2 separate regions of the Mus musculus genome follow, and region 1 is linked to region 2. A link is a contact called in public HiChIP or PLAC-seq data. All regions are on one chromosome and are shown on one strand. Each heading gives the region's core, a stretch centred on a gene start, on an enhancer-like site or on the middle of the called end of the contact. The rest is flanking DNA. Distances are from core to core; before and after follow the strand shown.

What was found. HiChIP or PLAC-seq counts read pairs in DNA pulled down with a chosen protein or histone mark.
Region 1: an H3K27ac HiChIP or PLAC-seq map of hepatocytes shows a contact between it and region 2, with 2.8 times the contacts expected there. The contact joins the promoter of Pgrmc1 here to the enhancer-like site in region 2. A contact is called at or near these places in 1 of 39 promoter capture datasets (hippocampal neurons), 5 of 484 Hi-C or Micro-C datasets (cortical neurons, liver, myeloid progenitors and 1 more), 3 of 115 datasets of contacts at active chromatin or transcription factors (forebrain, hepatocytes and neural progenitor cells) and 1 of 9 other capture datasets (adipose tissue).

The regions. Positions count from the first base shown.
Region 1 is chrX:36,593,627-36,600,302 of GRCm38.p6, reverse strand. Pgrmc1 (progesterone receptor membrane component 1) reads right to left here and starts at 2,110. Exons shown (of 3, transcript NM_016783.4): 1 at 1,689-2,110. The coding sequence starts at 2,016.
Region 2 is chrX:36,530,091-36,537,303 of GRCm38.p6, reverse strand. No RefSeq gene overlaps it. Among named protein-coding and RNA genes, the nearest start is that of Gm14569, 41 kb to the right of the region's middle. Within about 2 kb of position 3,348, at least 3 of the 459 cell types and tissues checked have an H3K27ac peak or open chromatin away from gene starts, as enhancers often do. A contact at or near this core is called in hepatocytes and liver, where this site is marked.

The DNA.
Region 1 (6,676 bases), core at 861-3,360, 64 kb before region 2:
GTTGACTCCTAGTTGTAGCTGTTCCAGTACACACATCGATATCCGGCAGGATGACTCTGCAAACTGTAACCTACCTGGTTAGAATGGAGACAGCTTGACTCCAGCTGTGCTCTCTGAAAGCACGGAGGATCCCCATGTGATGACTTTGCAAATACAACCAGATGACGAGGCCTCGTGCATTTGTGTTGATTACCTTATGGTTTAGCTTAATAATTATGGGTAATTACACCATTGTTTATGGATAATGTGTGACTACAGTGACAAACAATATGTAGTTTTCCTATTATTTTGCAGTCACATGCCTACAGAACGTAATTTTCTAAAATGTCTGAAAGCAGAAAGGAAGAGTGAGAGTTCACTAAAAAGCCTTTGGCACATGTGCTTTTGATTGGCTGGACTCTGAGACGTAACAGAGTGGGTATGTCTGGTTTGGATTAGTGCTGGCTAGTCTTCCCTCTCAGACCAATGAGCATGTGAACATACCCACCCCCCAGCCCCGAGTTCCTGGTGCTTAGAGGAATCCATATTGGGAGAGCTAAAGCCTCTTCTTCCTCTCTAAATGTTCTAGAAAGCAGGGCTTTCTAAATCTGGCTGATTCCCCATTTCCCTACAGCAGAGGAGTAAAATGTAGATCTTTTTAGCCCTCTCCCCTGCCCCAGAGATCTAAGTGTGGCTATGGATGGTCAGGCCAAGAATCTGTATTTTTCATAAGCATCAGGTGATTGTGATAGGCAATCCAGTTTGGAAAAGCCTCATTTCTGGGGAGTTGTCCATCTCTTGTTTTCCCCTTGGTTGGCTTTTCCTGAAATCCCCCCACCCATCGGGCTTCACAGCCTTACCCTATTGTTTCTCAGGACCCTTCCACTCCTCCCTCCCACCCCCGTTTCATTTCATTTTATTTTTTCCACCTCCCAGTCTCCCCACTCTATCATACACTAAATATGGTGTTTCTGACCATCTCACCATGTTACCATAGTCCACCACACACTGCTCTTAATGCATCCAACCAAGCTTGGTCGCTTATTCATCATCCAGCCTGAGTCCACCCCACTCTGCACGCACATACACATACCAAAGACATACCTAACACATGTCACATTCCAAGCGCCACCCCCCAGACAAACGGTGTACACCAAACACACATTCACTGCGCATGCACACAGTGTACACACACACACACACACACACACACACACACACACATTCTCCGCCAGGAACAATGCTGCTTTACCTGACACTAATCCCCTTCTCCACTTTCTCTCTTTACACACCCTTACATTCCACCATGGCTCCTCCGGCGTCATCGGCCTCCACGTCTTCTCAAGTGTCTGGGCCTCTCTGGAGACACCTTCATTTTTTCCCCTCAAATCCGAAGTCTCCCCCTCTTTTCAGGACCCCCGCCCCAAAGCCCACTACCTTCGAAAAGTTCCCTAATATCCCGGGGCTTCGGACCTCGCTGTCCCTCCCACCCGCGGTTTCCAAGGCTCAGCCTCATTCGGGCATCCCATCCCCCCGTACGCACCCCCACCCACCCAGAGCCTCGTGCCCCCGGCCCGCTCCCATTGCTGCCCGCCTTCCCTCCGACCCTCCCACGGGGGCGCCCCACCTCCCCCGGCCTCTCTCCCGCCCCGCTTCCACGCCAGGGTCCCCTCTTTTGTCTCCACGACCCCCTGGCCCTGCCTCCGTACCAGGCCCGTAGAACTTGCGGCCTTTGGTCACGTCGAACACCTTGCCGTTGATGGCCATGAGAATGCGCGGGTCCTGGACGCCATCGAAACGCCTCAGCTCGGCAGGGGTGAAGTCGCGCCGCTTGAGGCGGGGCAGCGGGGGTGGTTCGTCGTCGTCGTTGTCGCCACTGGCACCGGGCTGGTCCCCGCGAACGATCTTGTAGAGCAGGAAGATGCAGAGGCCCAGGAGGAGCAGGTTGAGAGGAGACGTGAAAATCTCGTGCAGCAGCCCGCCGCCCTCTAGCTCGCTCGGGTCGGCGCCAGTCGCCACCACATCCTCGGCAGCCATGATCTCTGGAGCAAAGGTTGGGCCCGGCTAGGCAGAGCTCCGGAACAGTCCGCTTCCTCCGCCCTCCCAGCGAACAGTGGCGCGCAGCGTTCTTTGACAGAGGAAGAAAAGCTCGGGAGGGGCGGGGCTCCGGGGGCGGAGCCTATAAGCCCCCGCCCTTCGCGGCCACCTAAGCGCCCCGCCCTGCTCGGGCTGGCTCGGGCAAGCTGGGCCTGGTTCGGCCTCTGCTTCGGGCCCCCTATGTAGCCTCGGGGGTCTTGGTCTTTCTCCCTCAACCGCTCCGTCAACCAGGGCCACCGAGCCCAGCCCACCTCTCTGTTCTACCTGCTGGGCCTCTGCCCCGGTTTCCGGGCACCCTCAGATCATAGTGCAGCTCGCAGACACACAGCTCAGTCTCTTGGGTACAGTGGGTAGCTTCCCGCTGACCCTGTGGGGAAGCCTTGACTTTAGGGCCCGCTCCTCGCGGCAAATGACGTCAGTTAAAATGAGGTCGCATTTCTCTTGCTTCGCTTCTATTTTAAAGCCCCTTATACTCTCTCCCCTGGGCCATACCCTTAGAGCCAGGTAGCTGTTTTGGGATACTCTAATATCATGCCTTCAACTCCTTTTCACCTTACAGTCCTAGACTATTCGAACATCCATTTTGGGATGGTTCGCCTCCAATTCTTGCCCAAAAGCTGTGGGACTAACACCCAAAGGACAGCCAGTCAGGTAACAGGCCTGTCAATTCTATAAAATCTGGAGCTCAGATCGCCAGATTTTGCGTTTGTTCTTAAAGTTTTTTTTTTTCTTTTTGAAATCATCAATTATGCTTAGTCACAAGGCACCAGTAATCAACAACTGACATTCTGTTGTTGAGCCTTTTTTTTCTATAGAAATACCAGAATAATGTTCAAAGTTCCGTTGCTTGACAGCATTCTTCTATTTGAAGTCTGTGGAAACTACCCTTGGCAGTCACTGTAACCCTGAGCACAGCCCCTGATAAACGCTGGAGTTTGGAAGGATCCTAGATTTTATCTTTTTAGATTCCCAGGCTTCTGGTGTGCAAACAGGCTGCACGGGAGCAGGCCTCTATGGAACAAGGATTGTGCCTATTTTTCAGAGACCTAATCTGGCTGCCCCCCCCCTTAAATTGTAATTGGGAAACGGTAACATAAGAAAAAGGAGAATAATTAAAACCAAGCCATGCACACATCTGCAGAGCAGGGCACGACTTTTCCATACAATCCTGTTTGTACACCACTTACATGCAAGAGATTTGTGCAGAGAATTGGCTAAATTCTGAAAACTTTTGGCAAACACTGCTGTAATCCCTGCCCCCCCCCATCTTCTTAAAGTGTAATGAGTCAAACACTCTTTATATCCAGCCCACACATTTTTTCCCCCAGAGCTAAATTTAGGATTAGCTAAACCGGCCCCTCCAGATCTTTTGTCAAAACTCTTCAACTTAATCATCATGAAACAAGCTCAAACTGAGAGCACTCAGCTCCGGTTAGAATCCAGTTATCCCTTTCACAGAGTACTGTGAGCAGCAAAGATATTTCTTAAAAAATAACAAACTTGTGAAAAATGTTTTCATTTGAAACTAATATGGCCAAAAAAAAAAAAAAAAAAAGGGGGCTGGTGAGATGGCTCAGCGGTTAAGAGTGCCGACTGCTCTTCCAAAGGTCATGAGTTCAAATCCCAGCAACCACATGGTGGCTCATAACCATCTGTAATGAAATCTGATGCCCTCTTCTGGTGTGTCTGAAGACAGCTACAGTGTACTTACATATAATAAATAAATAAATATTTAAAAAAAAAAAAAAAAAAAAAGAATCTATCTTTCAGTGTTCATGTTAACTGATAGGAAGATCGTTAAGAGGCTGAGGAAATGGCCTAGTGGGCAAAACACACTGGCATGCAAGTGGAAGACCAGCTTCACCATCCCCAGCACTCATATAAAAGCTATGAGGGTTTGGCAGCTAGCCTTTAATGCAGAGCTGGGGAGTGGGCAACAGGTTAACAGACTATCTTTTGCCCTGCTATCTAAGGGGGGGTGATTAAGGGATACACTATACTTCAACCTCTGCCATCCACACAAGCACACCCCCCCATACACACACATGCATACTCAAATACATACCACACTCACAGACCATGTGGCAAAGAAGAAAGAAACAAAAAAAGAAAGAAAAGAAAATCACAAGTGAAATCCTCTAGTCATAATGGAGAAAAATGAGGAAATATCAGTGGTGAATAAAAGCATATAAAATGTTCAGTTTTGTTAGTAATTAAGAAATACATGGAAATACCATTGTCATCTGCCACCTTTGTATAGGATGGGTATAAAGAGCAGAAACGAATAACATGCTGGTAGAAAAGTGAGGAGGATGTTCCCATACATCAACATCAGCATAAGTTTTTGTTAGCCATAAGTGTTTTCATGAAACCCGCTTCTAGAAATAGAATTTTTGTCCCAGTAATCCACTTCTAGGAATCCATCTTGCTTAGAATGAAGACCAAGATTCCATTAGGAATATGTTCATCAAACATTCATTTTTGATATGGAAACTCTGGACACAACCCAAATGTTCAAGTTCAAATAAAGTGGCTAATTAATTCACTGTATATTGTGATAAATCATAGTTGGATTATTCAAATATCATCACATCATGGGAAAATATTTATGTTTCCGTATACAGGGAGAAAATAGCATGAAAAACTATATACAGTGTGAATTCGATGGTATACTGGCAGGTTTTGTATGTCAACTTGACACAGGCTGGAGTTATCATAGAGAAAGGATCTTCATTTGGGGAAGTGCCTCCATGAGATCTAACTGTGGGACATTTAATCAGTTGGTGGTCAAGCGGGGAAGGCCCCTTGTGGGTGATAGATACCATTTCTGGGCTGGTAGTCTTGGGTTCTATGAGAGAGCAAGTTGAGCAAGCCAGGGGAAGCAAGCCAGTAAAGAACATCCCTCCTTGACCTCTGCATCAGCTCCTGCTTCCTGACCTGCCTGAGTTCCAGTCCTGACTTCCTTTGGTGATGAACAGCAATGTGGAAGTGTAAGCTGAATAAACCCTTTCCTCTCCAACTTGCTTCTTGGTCATGACGTTTATGCAGGAATAGAAACCCTGACTAAGACAGATGATATCCCTAAAAATACATAAAGGGAAGCCCGAAAGGAGACACGATAATGTTATTCTTAATTTTTCACAAGGTGCATGTGGCATTTCTCCTTCCTTCCTTCCTTCCTTCCTTCCTTCCTTCCCTCCTCCCTCTCCCTCTCCCTCTCCCTCTCCCTCTCCCTCTCCCTCTCCCTCTCCCTCTCCCTCTCCCTCTCCCTCTCCCTCTCCCTCTCCCTCTCTCTCTTCCTCTCCTCCTTCCCTCTCCCTCTCCCTCTCCCTCTCCCTCTCCCTCTCCCTCTCCCTCTCCCTCTCCCTCTCCCTCTCCCTCTTCCTCTCCTCCTCCTTTGTTTTTAGAGACAGGGTCTTTCTGTGTATCCATGGCTGTCCTGGAATTCACTCTGTAGACCAGACTGGCCTCAAACTCAGAAATCCACCTGCCTCTGTCTCCAGAGTGCTGGGATTAAAGGTATGCACCACTACTGCCCAGATGCACAAGTCACTTTAAGTATTGGGGAAAATGGTTTACTTTTATACATAAATAAATAAATAAAGCTTATACATGTTCATTATTACAAACTTAAGAAGTACTTAAATGTATACAATAAAAACAATAACAAAAATGAAACTTGGGCACATACAAATTTTATTTTATCATACTAGAAGTACTTTCAAATGACAACATATTGACCTACTCTTTTCTAATACAAGCACTATGTTTAAAAAGAAAAGAAAAGAAAAGAAAGAAAGAAAGAAAGAGAGAGAGAAAGAAAGAAAGAAAGAAAGAAAGAGTCATTAGGTTCTCTAGGCATCTCCTGTTGAAACTTTTTGAAGTTATATTTATTCAAAGGTAAAAATTATGGACTAGTCTTGGCAGCACATACCTTTAATCCCAGCAGATTCTGGGTAGAAATAGAAGGATATGAGTTTAAGATAAGCCTGGGCTGTATAGCAAGACTGTTAGACTTCAAACTATGGAAAAACAGAGCAGAAAAGTAAATCCCCTCTCCTCACACTCTTCATTCCTCTTCCTCCAAGGTAAGTACTATTAAAAAAAATATGTAGGAATCGTTTGTATGGTGGGCCAGAGATTTTCTATTCAGATCAATGTCTTTCTGGAAGGTGAATGGCATAAAGTAAGTTCTTAAAATTAAAAAAAAATATTTCTTTGTTTTAGTTTATGTTTATGAGTATTGTGTCCACATTTATGTGTGTGCACGATGTGCATGCCAGGTCCCTACAGAGACCAGTATATGATGTTGAATCACCTGGAACTGGAATTCCAGACTGATGTGAGCGATCATGTGGGTGTTGAGAGCTGAACTAGGGTCCTCAGCAAGAACAAGTGCTCTCAACCTCAGAGCCATCTTTCCAGACCCAGGAAAGAAGTTTTGCTTTATGTGGAGAATAGAAAATCTGCACTGTAAAACCTTGGGGGATACAGTTCAAAATATACATGTTTTGATTTAATGTTAAATAAAATGGACTGCTGGTAACTCTGGGACATTGAAATTGTTCAAAAGCATTCCACCTGTCCGGCTTTTGTTAGA
Region 2 (7,213 bases), core at 2,099-4,598:
TTAAACAGGATATACCTTTTGGCATGAGGAGTGAAGGGCAAAGTCTGATAAAAAGACAAAAGCCACATAAGAAAGGAACATTACTTGTAGGCATTTGACAATTAAGACTGGACATGAAAGGGACATTTTGGTAAAATTGTCAAGTTGATCTAAAATATGATTATTATGTGGATATCCTCTTAGTATTTGAAAACAATAACATTTGTTAATCTATAATTCTTGAAAACAATTAAGAGCCTCTTTCCCAAGGAAATATGAGTTAAAACTACTCTGAGATTTCATCTCACGCCAATCAGAATGGCTGTGTTCAAAAAATTACAACTATACTGGCAAAAATACAGGGAAAGAGGAATTCTCATTCATGTTGGTGGGAGTATAAACTGTTACAACCACTGTGGAGATTAGCCTGGAGGTTTCCTTAGACATTAAATTAAAAGTAGAGCTATCGTATGAACCAGCTATACTACTCCTGAGCACATACCCAAGGATGCTATAGCTTACCACAAAAATACTTGCATATCCATGTTTATTTTAGCTCTATTAAAAGAGACATGGAATCAGCTGAGATGTTCCTAAACCAATTAATGGATAGTGGAAATGTCACGCTGATACCCAATGAAATTTTATTCATATATAAAGAAAAATGAAAAATTTCAGAGAAAGTGAATGGACGTGGAAAATATTATACTAGACAAGGTAACTTAAGCTCAGAAAGAGAAATACTATATACATGCTCCCTTTCAAATACAGAGCCTAGCATGTTTCTGTGTCTGATTGAGTATAGAGTTCATGAAAGTAGAAAGGGAATAAAAGGCTTTAAGGGAACTGGTAGAGAGGGTGGTAGGAAACAAGTGAGATGATGAGACATAAGGGATACTGAGAGCAGAAGGGTGCAGATGAGGACTTCAGGCAGGGAGATGAGGGAAGAGGGGTGGGTAGTGAGGACGAAGAGCATCCAAAACTCAGTGTGATGGATGTGGAAGTGCCGAAAGGAAACCTGTTGACTGTCAGTACTAATTTTAAAACAAAGTAGAAATAAAAGGAGGTTTGAAAAAAAATCAAAACAAAAATATATAAAGAAATCTTGTTTTAAAAAGTCTACACCAAAAAGTAAATGCCAGCACACCCTTAATCGCAGCACTCTGAAGACAGAGGCAAGCAGATCTCTTGGAGTTTGAGTCCCGCCTGCTCTACAACCCCAATTACAGGCCAGCCAGGGCTACAAAGTGAAGCCCTGCTTCCCCAACTCCAGAAAAAAAACAAAACAAAACAAACCAACCCTTTAAAAAGTAAACAAGAAGCTGGAGAGATTATTCAGTGGTTAAGAGTGCTTTGTGTTCTTCCAGAAGACATGAGTTGGGTTCCTGGAACCCATATCAGGTAGCTCACAACTTCCTTGTAACTGAGCTATAGGAGATCTGATGCCTTTTTCTCAATTCCCAGGGCACCAGCATACACATGGAATACATTCGCACACACATACAGATGCACCACACAATGCTCTCTCTCCTTCCACCCCTCTCTTCTCTTCTTTTCTCTTCTCCCCCTCACACATACATGGTTCAAAAGGTAAAAATAGTAAATACACTGAAGAAGTTATATCATCTGAATAGTATACATACATATGAAGGAAATAGACCCAGATCCAATAGGAAAGACCTAACAACTCTCAAAGCTTGTTTTAGTCAACAATCGCACATAACTTTTAAAATTACATTAAATTATGTATAGTGGCATTACAAAGACATTTCTGTTCACCAGTTGGTTTAAAATACAAGTAGAGAAAATCTTGTTATCTGATCTGATTATAAAAAACATTATTAAACTTACACTGTAGCTTCAATCAACCTGGAAGAATTATTTTCATCCTAATATTTATTTTCAAGAGTGAAATTAGAAGTGCATAGTCCACTGGTCAACTTAAAGAATGAGCCATTGGTAATATATTTATAACTCTTGGAACATTTAATCCAGCTTGTGTAATTTCTAGAGTGTTCCACACAAATTGCATCAGGAGCTCTTAATATTGATGACACAATTCAGTTCCATAAGGAACTTTTGGAGGCCTTTGAAACTATTTGTTTACTGTTAGTTTTAGTTTTCACATTTAGGACATTTTATTCACTGTATATTTCTCACTATGGTGTGTGTGTTTAATTTGAGAATTAAATGAGGGGGGCTAGAGATGTCCCTCCAACTTTTATTTTGATAAAAATGTTCTTTATTATTCCATTAGATTTGCCAGAAAAAAATCTTGTGATAATAGGGCCTCCCCACACTCTGTATTTAGAGATTCTCTCCTTTCATGTTTTACAACTATAATAAAACAAACAAAATAAAACAAAAAGCTGGTAAAATGTGGCCAAAAATAAAAACACAAGGGGGAAAAAAACAAAATCAAAGATGAAACACTGATGTGCATGATATAAATGGGGGATAAGGTCAGACAGAATTGTGGAATTTTGGCTTTCTTTTGCTGCTGATAATCATTGAGCCCAGCTCGCACAAATTTAGGATGACTGGAATGTCTCCATTTCAGTAGCTTCCCTTTCTTGTGTACTAGGGACCTCTGGTGGCCACACTCAGTTTTGCAATCTTCGGGCTGGGCAGGTTTGCTCACCCCTCCCAGATTCCCCCAGACAATATGCCTTAGGTTCTATCAGCCAGCAGTTAGCAGTGGTTCTCAATCTGTGAGCTGTGACCCCCTTTCGGGGGTGGGGGGTGTCAAACGACCTTTTCACAGGTGTTGAATATCAAATATGCTGCATATCAGATATTTATGTTACTATTCCTAACAGTAGCAAAATTATAGTTATATAATTTAAGTAGTAATGAAAATAATTTTGTGGTTGGGGGGGGGTCCCCAGAGCATTAACTGTATTGAAGGGTTGTAGCAACCACTGCTAGCTGAAGAAGGGTTTACAAGTTTATTGACAGTACTGAGATCAGTACAGGTGGAACACTTACCTTGCCTTTCCAGACCACCTAAGAACTGATCACCCTGCATGAGGGATCCAGGTGAAGACGCCATGGATTCTGCTAGAATTTCAGGGTTCTTAGACTCTATAGGCTTCCAGAGGTTGATCCATCTGCTTACACCAGGCTCAGGACTGCCAAAATCTACAACTCTTCTCTCTGGTGATAAAGTCTGTTCCTTAGCTACCAAGGACACGAGTATGTTTCCCTGTGTACTTTTCTGCTTGAACCAAGCAAGCCTCCTGGTTTTTAGATTGGCAGCGTCAGGCTCTTCTTTCCCCAACTGTTCCTCAGATTTGTCTCCCAACCTGAGGCTGTGGCAGCACCTCCCCACATTCGTCTTGTGACTGTATTGCATAATTTCTTTCTGGACACACATGTGCACTTTGCACTGTGCGTGTGTGCATACCAGACAATACTAACTAGTCCACTGTGAAACACTTGGGCTCAGATTAAAGGCTATATGGTATGCTGTAAATTACAGTGTTTTTTTTTTTTTACTGTATATATAAAGTTTTCTGGTGTTGTAGAAGTATAATGGTTTAATTGTGGTTATTAAAGGCTTTTTAATATGTATTATAGTGCTTGACTTTTAATTGCTTTTGAATTGCAGACTTGAGTTTTATGAACTAATCATATTAAGTGAATTTGGGCTCGAGATAGGACAGAATTTGCAACAGCTCTTGAGATCAGCATGATATGGTTATAGATAAGAGTGGTTCAAATAGCTTCTAAAATGGCCCGAAACAGTCTTCTTTCAATTTTTAGCATTTAAATATGTATATATGCAAAGTCCTGTTCTCAGCATTAATGGTTATAAAATAAAAATATGAATCAACTCATCAACTGAGTCATCTCTCCAGCCCCCTGTAATGATTTTTTTTTTTGTTTTAAGACCAAGAATTCTGGAGCTTTCTTGCAGTCTTGTTTGTTTAGCTAGCTCCTTATTAATAAAGGCGGAGGCATGGGTGTAGGTGCAGATAACAGCCAAGGCTGCTGGCTCAGGCTTGTGATCCCAACTCCTCTGCAGGCTGAGGTAGGACAATTGTGAACTCCAAGGTAGCCTAGGCAAACTAGTGGGACTCTATCTCAAAACAAAACATAAAGAGGGATAGAGCTCTGGCTGAGCAGGCATCAGGTCTTAAACTCAATTCCCAGGATCACAAAACAGCAACTTTTTTTTTTTTTAAGAAGCAGACCATAGTTTTCTCCTTGTGATACTGTTGACTGGTTAGCTTTCAGGAGGCATCTCTTAAAGGATGGGACTGGTTAAAAATCTCTTCATGAACTTCTTGACAGAAACTGTAGTTAAAGAAATAAACAAAATTTATTATGAACTTAATAGGAGAATAAACTAGGAGTGGGCTTGAAGCCCCCTTTTCTCCATTTGATGGAAACTCAATACTGAAGTAGGCCTTGAAAGAGAGGAGAAATAGCATGCAAATCATAAGTACAGATTCACTGGTGTACACTCAGGTGTGCCTGGGATGTTGGTACATTGATAACCATCCCTGGGTAGGACTGGAAAGGGCCACCAGACTCTAGCCATCCCCCCTCTTGTTTGGTTTATATCAAGGTGAAATTGAAGTAAAAATGTACATCATGGGCAAAGAAGGCCTAGGAGATCCTACTCACTAGGTGGATGAAAGAAAGGAAGCAAACTGTACTGGGATTTTTGAGGGATAGAACAAACTTCTAGGTCTTTCTAAGGTCAGCAAAACTCACTTTCACCTCTGTTTTCTATTTCTTCATCCCAAGTGTGTGTCCTCTGCATAGATAGTATCAGTAGCCTGGAGCCATCCATGTAAGTGGAGTGAGATGGGAGAAGCCATTCGGATGGAGCCGGCTACTTCTCTGCTGTATTGAAGGATGCCTTCACTTAAGCTGCAGTGACTCAAAGGAGGCAGCAGTAGTAAGGACTGCCAGTATCCACTAAGTGGATTTATTCCCAGGACTTTGAAAGTTCTTACCTGAATGGTTTCATGTAAACCTCACATCTGAGCTGTGGATAACCAGTATTAGAATAAGCTTGGTTCAATTTCTAGTGCTACAAAAGAGAGAGCAAAGTCCTCACACGAACCCTCTGAGGCAGACACTATTGCTATTTCTTTTTTCACAAAGTCACACCAGGAGAGAGACATATTCTCTCTCTCTGTCTCTCTCTATCTCTCTCTGTGTCTCTGTCTCTGTCTCTGTCTCTCTCTCTCTATCTCTCTCTGTGTGTGTATGTGTGTGTGTGTGTGTGTGTGTGTGTGTGTGTGTGTGTGTGTGTGTGTGTGTAAACCAAGCTGGCCTTAAACTCATGATCTTCTTTCCTTGTCCTCTTCAACATTTGCCTACTGGCATGTGCTATCACAAGAGGATTTAAGGAAAGAAATGGAGAAAAGAACCCAGAATTCATGAGCTATGAATCAGGATGGGGGAGTTACTGAGGGCAGAAAGTTTCAGTGGGGCTGGGAGAAAGGGGGTGGGGATGCATCTGAACTGAACATGGATGTGTGTCTTGTTATTTACGTTCCAGATCCTATTTTATAACTGGGCTCTTTGTTTCCTTGGTGTTTAGTTTTTCTGAGTTCTTTGTATATTCTAGAAACTAATGAACCATCAGAGGTATAGTTGGCAAAGATTTTCCCCCATTTTGTAGACTTCCTCTTCAATCACTTAGCAGTTTCCTTTGCCGTAGTACAAAACCGTCTCCTGCAGTCAATATGTTGTCAAGGGTGACCTTGAATTCGTGATGCTGCTGCCTCTGACTCCCAACTTCTAGGGCTACATCTGGCACCACAGTCATGGTTTCCAATGACCAACACTACTGAGCAGTGTTAGTCTCAAAGTGGCATACAGCCTCACAAGGCCACATGATATTAGTAAGCCTATTTCTGAGTGTCACAGAACCCTTCAGTTTGATATGTGTAGTATGGTTTCCCATGCCCCACCCTTCAGGATTCTATGTCAATAGGTCCGAGGTGGGGTCTGGAATTAGCAGAACTAAAATTTTGTCTTGGGAAAGAGGAGGCAGTGATTAAGAATATGGAATTTGGGGTTCAGCAGATGTAGGTTTGAAGTTGGTTCTGTCTCATATTAGCCATGTGGCCTTGGGCAAGTCACTGGTGTTTTCTGTGAATTGGGCCTCCTTGGAGAGCCTCTGGCCCAGTGGTGTGGTAAGAATCAGGTTCAGTAGCATATCCAAAGCATGCCCAAAGTGCCATACATCAATAGTGTAAACCGATTGCTCTTTAAGCTAATTAAAATAATATAAAAACTCAATTATATGATAGTTATTATTCTTGTTAAAAACATCACTGAGTAAGCAGTTCATGAAAGGTTCCTTTTCACCCAAGGAAGAAGTTTATAAAGATTTGTTGTTTTTCTCATCAAATTGTAGCGGCAATAAAAGAATTGGCAGGGCGAGGATGCCAGCCTTCAGGAGGTGGAGGCAGGAGAATGAGGAGTTCAAAGTTACCATGAGCTACATACCAAGCTTGAGGCCAACCTCAACTACAAGAGACTCTCCCTCAAAAAACCAAAAGTATTAGAAAGGTGAATGTGGTGACACATATCCTTAATCCTTATACTGGAGAAGCCAAGGTGAGAGGATCAACAGTCCTAGGATGGCTTGCTGGATTCCACAGCAAAGCCCTAATTAAAAGACTTATGAGAAAGTCAGTTTGATCCCTGGACTCTCGGGGTTGCGTGGTTCCAGGGTTCCATTGCCTTCTGCAAGCAAGCAAAACTGGATTGTTATTACACCGTCAAGGCCAGGTTGACTGTGAGACGTTTTATTCCCAAGAGGTGCCTTTGTGAATAGGAGGCCAAGTTATCTCTGTGTATTAGAGCACCGGGCAGGAAACTTGTGATAGCAAAGCCAGCCCACTTTGGCAAGTCTGTTTCTTTTGTCACAATGAAGATTTTTTGAATGTGTCTGAGTCAGGGCCCCTTTGTTTTAATACCCAGGAAACAAACAGAAAGCTCACTTCCAGCCCAGAGTGAGTGGGGACAGTGACACCTTCTTCTATATAGGACAGCTCACTATAATGCCAATGACCTTCATTGGCTTCAACATTTAGGAGACTTAAGGCCCTAAAACACTAGTGCTAGATTTGAATCACACGAACCCCTGATATGAGAGAAAAGGTCTGCTTGATTTCAGACAAGACTCTGGTAAGGCTGGGTCAGAAAGCTGTAACGTCCCCCTGAGGCTGATCCTGGGCTTTAACTCAATGGCGATCTCATTCAC